Linked DNA regions of Zea mays: region 2 is linked to region 1. The links are chromatin contacts, called in public Hi-C maps. All regions are on one chromosome and are shown on one strand. Each heading gives the region's core, a stretch centred on a gene start, on an enhancer-like site or on the middle of the called end of the contact. The rest is flanking DNA. Distances are from core to core; before and after follow the strand shown.

Region 1 (2,656 bases), core at 97-2,596:
GAACCTCGTGCACCGAACTACTTTCCAAAAAAAAGAAACGTGCAAGGTACCATCTTCAATGGTCTACAACGCTCATCAAACAAAATAATTCACCAAAACTAACATTTGATACGTAAAACTGGATTATACTGAAGACAGTAATTAAGAAAGCAATTACCTCAGGGGCCAGATTACTAGCAGAGGCGCCGGATGCAGCCTGCTGCTCTGCGTCCTGCAGCCTGAGGGCGAGCTCCATATTGTCCGCCTCCAGCGCGGCGTTCGCCTTGCGCAGCTCCGCGACCTCCGCCACCAGCGCGCCGACCCTCTCCCGCCCGCCGCTCTCGAGCTCCTCCACCTTCCTCCGGAGCGCCGCCGCCGCCGCCTCCTGCTCGCCCTGCACGCGCGCCTTGACCGCGCGCAGCTTCTCCTTGGCGCGCGCCAGCTCAGCGCGGGCGGCGTCCAGGTCCTCCGCCCGCGCCCTGAGCCTCCCGTTCTCCTCCTGCAGCGCGGAGACACTGAGCTGCAGGATCCGCACCTCCGCGTCGGCGGCGGCGACGCGGGCCTCGAGCTCCCGCGCGGCGGCCTCCTGCGACCGGAGGCCCTCCAGCTCCTGCAGGCGGAGCTCCAGCCTCTGCTCCCGCTCCTCCAGCGACAGCCACAGCTCCCTCAGCCGCTGGAGCTCCTGCCGCTCCTCTTCTTCTTCCTCCTCCTCTGCTTCCGTTTCGGTTTCGTCGTCGTCGTCGTCGTCGTCGGCATTTGGCACGGGAACTGCCGGCGGGGTAGCGTCCATCTCCACTCGCGCGACGATATCCGGCTCGTCGTCTCCGGCGCCGATCGACGCGCCGTGGATCACCTTGTCCGGAGATTCGTCCTGGAATTTGGAGGATCGTATCGGCAAGCATCAGACATGCCGTCGTCATAGCTCCAGACTCCAGTCCAAAAGGCTTGTTTGCGAAACCGGCCATCGCCAGTCTGAGGAAAACTCACGTTTGGGTCGTCTGACGACAGAATCCTGAGCCCATCATGAGGAGCATGCAGCGCACGGGACCGCGGAGCTGCAGAGAGAGAGAGAGAGAGAGAGAGAAGATCCATAGGTAACAGAATCCAAGCCAGGCCAGCGTCGTCAACTCAAATCTAAAACGAAACCGCGTACCTGAAGCCAGCGCCGGCAGCCGTCGAGCGCGAGCATGGCGAGGCCGCCGCTGATCGGACGCGTACATCGCCGCGAGGCAGAGAGAAGCGGCGGCGGCGGCGGCGGCAAGCGCGGCCACGGACACGGCGGCGTTCCCGGAGCCCTCCCCACCCTCACCCTCCGCCGCGATCGCCGGAAACCCTCCTCCTCCTCCTCCTCCCGTCTGGCCATGCTTGCTCCATCCAACGACGAGGCGGCTGAAGAGGGCGGAGAAGGAGAAGCCGAGCAGCGCGCGGTCGAGCCCGGGCCTTGCCGGGTCGAACCGGAGGAGGAATCTCAAGCCTCCAGCCTCGCCTCCCTCCATGCCGTCAATCCACCATGAGTTGGGCGAGTGCGAGGGCGAGTGCTCTCCGATTGCCACGGAGGAGGCAAAGAAACCGAGCGGGTTGAGGCGACTGCGGCGGCGACGGCCCCGTGGGGGTATATATGTCAGCTCGTGCACTGGTCAAAGGAGGAGAAAACGGGGGAGGGAGGAAGGATCGGTGCGAAACGAATAGATAGATAGATAAATAAATAAATAAATAAATAAACACACACAATTGCGATTAGTTAAGATTTGGTACCTTGTTGCATGGACGTAGGAAGTGCGGCGGAGAAAAAGCATCAAGAGAGAGGAGAACCCCCACACACGGAAAGCAGAGGCCAGTGTCTCTCGACTCGATCCCTTCTTTTTTTTCCCCCTCCCGGCCTGCACTGTGCTGTGGAAACAGTTTGGGTCGAACTTGAACTTGGGTGCGTGCGATCTTTTGCCTGGGTACACAGACGCGGAGGAGGTGGAGGGTGGTGTGGTGGTTGCATGACGTGGAAATACGGGGGAGGTTTCGACGAAATATTGTCAGCTTCCTCGGAAAAGTTTTGGTGTTTCTGGACACAGGACGAAAGAAAGTCTTGCAGATATGAGTGTGTGTCATCGTCGTGCATGCCCGATGCCTGCCACTGCTGACGAGGGGGATACAGCCAGTCGCGCACAATACAGTGGGCCACAAAAAACCATGTACGTACAGGCTTCGTCTGACATGTCAATTTGACGATTATTTTTGGTTGATCACCGCTCTTTATTACCACAATAAAATAACATTGGGTGGTCTAAAATCTAGATGTCAAAATGTCGACATAGGTCTCTTTATATATATATATATATATATATATATATATATATATATATATATATATATATATATATATATATATATATATATATTGACAATTTCTTTTTAAACCTTGTTCGGTTATTTTTATCTACTGAAAAAATTATAAATTTTTTGATTTGTTTGAGATTTAAATCCATTCAATTTCACCTAATCCGCATGTATTGAGATGACCAACAAGCTCTTGTATATGTCGTAATGACGAACAAGTTCTTGTCTATGTCGTTCTCGTTTTTTATACGAATCAAATATGTTTAACTATAGCTAAATATATAAAATAAAATATTAGTATTTATGTAATTAATATTAATAGATATATCGCTGAATATATTCTGAA
Region 2 (2,656 bases), core at 112-2,611, 200 kb after region 1:
CGCTCTGCTGCGCTGGACGCCGCGGATGTGATGGTGGCCAGCCCAGCCCAGCCCAGCAGGCAAGCCAAGCCCCCGGAAAGGCAGGGCATGCTGATGACGCTGCCAGTGCCAGTTGCCGGTCCAAAACAACCCAAAGACGCACGCACGCACGAACAATGTGTGGACTGTGGAGGAGGAACAAATGTGCGTGCGTATTACGTTTACGTCCCCCTGCTCTGCTCCTCTTCTGGGGGTTCATGCGCAGCGGAAGCCAGCCAGCCAGCCTGAGCCGGATTCTGTTTCCATTGCCGTTCTTGTCGGCCTCGCCTGGGCCTGGCGAAACAAACACCAGCTCCATGCGCGACAGCCCCGCCTACCTGAGCTCCCTCCGATCCGCAGCGAATCGCTCGCCCATCGGATGGCGTGAGCCGGCTACCACCTGTTCATGATTCATCGGAGGAGCGGGAGCCAGAGCAAGCAGAGCCACTCGTCAATCAGTTCATCACACACCACCACACGCAACGCACCGGCGCGACTTGTTCGTTGCAGCCTCGTATCGTACCTGCCAACGCAGTCCTCTAGGGAGTACCTCTCAGCTTGGCACAAAAAAATCAACACGGTGCTTCTGCTGCTGCTGCTTGGCAGCGAAGCTTCGGTGCACAACAACAGTGCGAGCGCGTCACGGTAGACCGGCACTAGTTCACGGATTTCCATTATTTTATAGTATGCGGTAAGGCTCAGGCCCTGTCTGGGAACAAAGTTTTTGAAAACTACAGTTTTTGAAATACTATACTATACTTTAGTTATGATAATACCGTAGTTTATAATACCGCAGTTTTGAAAACTGAGGTCCAGAGCTAAGTTTAGAATGCCTTAAAACAACTATAGTATTTGCAATACTTCAGTTTTGAAAACAGAGATTTTACCCAGCTTGCCAAACACCATTATGTATATAATACTGCAGTATTTGAGAATACTGCAGTATTCTTCCAAAACTGCAGAAAAACTTTATTCCCAAACACCCCTCAGCATTATTGCTGTAGCAGTGCCTCGCCTAATCATTCCCAACGCCGCTCTCGTTTCGTGCCACGTAATAAATATATAAACCAAGACGAGCAATCATCTTATGGAATTCTAGCATGGATTCCAAAATAAAATCTAGGAGCTGTTCGGTTAAATAATGAAATTTTGGAGTGAGACTTTAGAGACGAGGCTTGAACAAAACACGGCATTCAAACCAAGCAGAGCAGATCAGAAACCTGCCCCGTGTGTCCTGGCGCTGGCGTACGGCTATATATCTCTTTGCCTGTGAGGTCAGGGAGACAGAAAGAAAGCAGCCTACCTAGCTACTACAACAGCGAGAGAAACATCGCCCAAAAAGCCAACAGCAACCGTCACAGACCAAAAGGGATAGGGAGGGCGGAGAGTGCGCTTTGCCCTTTTTCCCGGCCAGCCAACGACGCCGCCGGCCAACCAACGACGGAGACGCGGTGGAGGAGATCGGATGGAGGGCCAGGTGAGGAGGAGTCCTGCTTCCTCCGCCGCGGACGACGGCGGGCCCAGCACGAGCGGTAGCGCGGACGCGCACGCCCGCTACGCCGACGCCGACGACAATGCGGCGGGCGCCGGGGGCCCAAAGGTCTGGGTCCTCGTGCTCCTGTTCGCGCTGCTCCTGCTGCCCTTCCTGCCCTCTGCGATGCGCCGCGGCGGCGGCGGCGGCGGGACGGTTTGGGCGGGAGGCGGAAGAGGCACTGAGGGAGGGTACCGGTACCGCCGCGGCGGGATCAGCTTCAAGAGCGGCTGGGACGTCGTCAACCTCTGCCTCGTGCTCTTCGCCATCCTCTGTGGTCTCCTCGGCCGCGGCGGCGACGGGGACTCCTCTTCCTCCGCGACTTCAGCTTACGCGTCTGCCAAGGACGACCGTCATCGCCTGGCGTCCTCGGCGGCGCCCGCCGCGGAGCCCGTCACGGTGGCGGCGACTACTACGAGCTCGGGGGACTGGGAGCAGGAGGGCTACGACTCCATGTCCGCCATCTACGCCAGCCTGTCCCGCACCACCAACCACGCCCATGCCTCGGGGATCCGCCGGATGAAGAGCAGCAGCTCCTACCCGGAGCTGCGCCTCGGCAGCGACGGCGTCTGGGCCCTCGCGTCCCCGGACTCCGCCTGGCGCTTCTACGACGACGCCGAGCTGTACCGCGCCCGCCGCCCGGAGCGGCAGGAGCGGACCTGGGACGTCGACCCGCACGGGAGGGCAGCGGCGGCGGAGGTCAAGACCATCCCCGTCGACACCTTCGTCGAGCGCGGCCGGGCCTCGCAGTCGCAGTCGCAGTCGCAGCCGCGGAGGACGAGGAGGAGGAGCGTCGAGAGGCTCCCCGAGATGGCCGAGGAGAGGCCGCTGCAGCAACAGAGCGGGGGCGCGCGGGCGCCGCCGAGGCTCAGGAGGTGGAACTCCGAGGTTGTTGATGTCATGTTGGAACAGGAGGCGGCACCGGCGCGGAGTAGAAGGTGGGACTCGGAGGTGGTGGGCGCCATGCCGGAACAGGACGCGGCTGTAGCGCCGGCGAGGCTCAGGAGGTGGAACTCAGAGTCGCTGGATAGCATACTGGAGCAGGAGGCGAGAGTGGCGGCGGCGAGGAGCACGAGGTGGGGCTCGGAGGTGATGGACGCCATGCCG

What was found. Hi-C and Micro-C count contacts between places; a contact is called where the count stands out from the background.
Region 2: a contact with region 1 is called in a Hi-C map of bundle sheath, with 2.5 times the contacts expected there. The contact joins the promoter of LOC103651530 here to the promoter of LOC542681 in region 1. A contact is called at or near these places in 2 of 25 Hi-C or Micro-C datasets (bundle sheath and leaf mesophyll).

What each region holds. Positions count from the first base shown.
Region 1 is chr3:226,262,850-226,265,505 of Zm-B73-REFERENCE-NAM-5.0, forward strand. LOC542681 (submergence induced protein SI397) reads right to left here and starts at 1,347. Exons shown (of 4, transcript NM_001152602.1): 1 at 1,133-1,347; 2 at 967-1,034; 3 at 158-850. The coding sequence starts at 1,199.
Region 2 is chr3:226,463,815-226,466,470 of Zm-B73-REFERENCE-NAM-5.0, forward strand. LOC103651530 (actin cytoskeleton-regulatory complex protein pan1) reads left to right here and starts at 1,362. Exons shown (of 1, transcript NM_001353369.1): 1 at 1,362-2,656. The coding sequence starts at 1,484.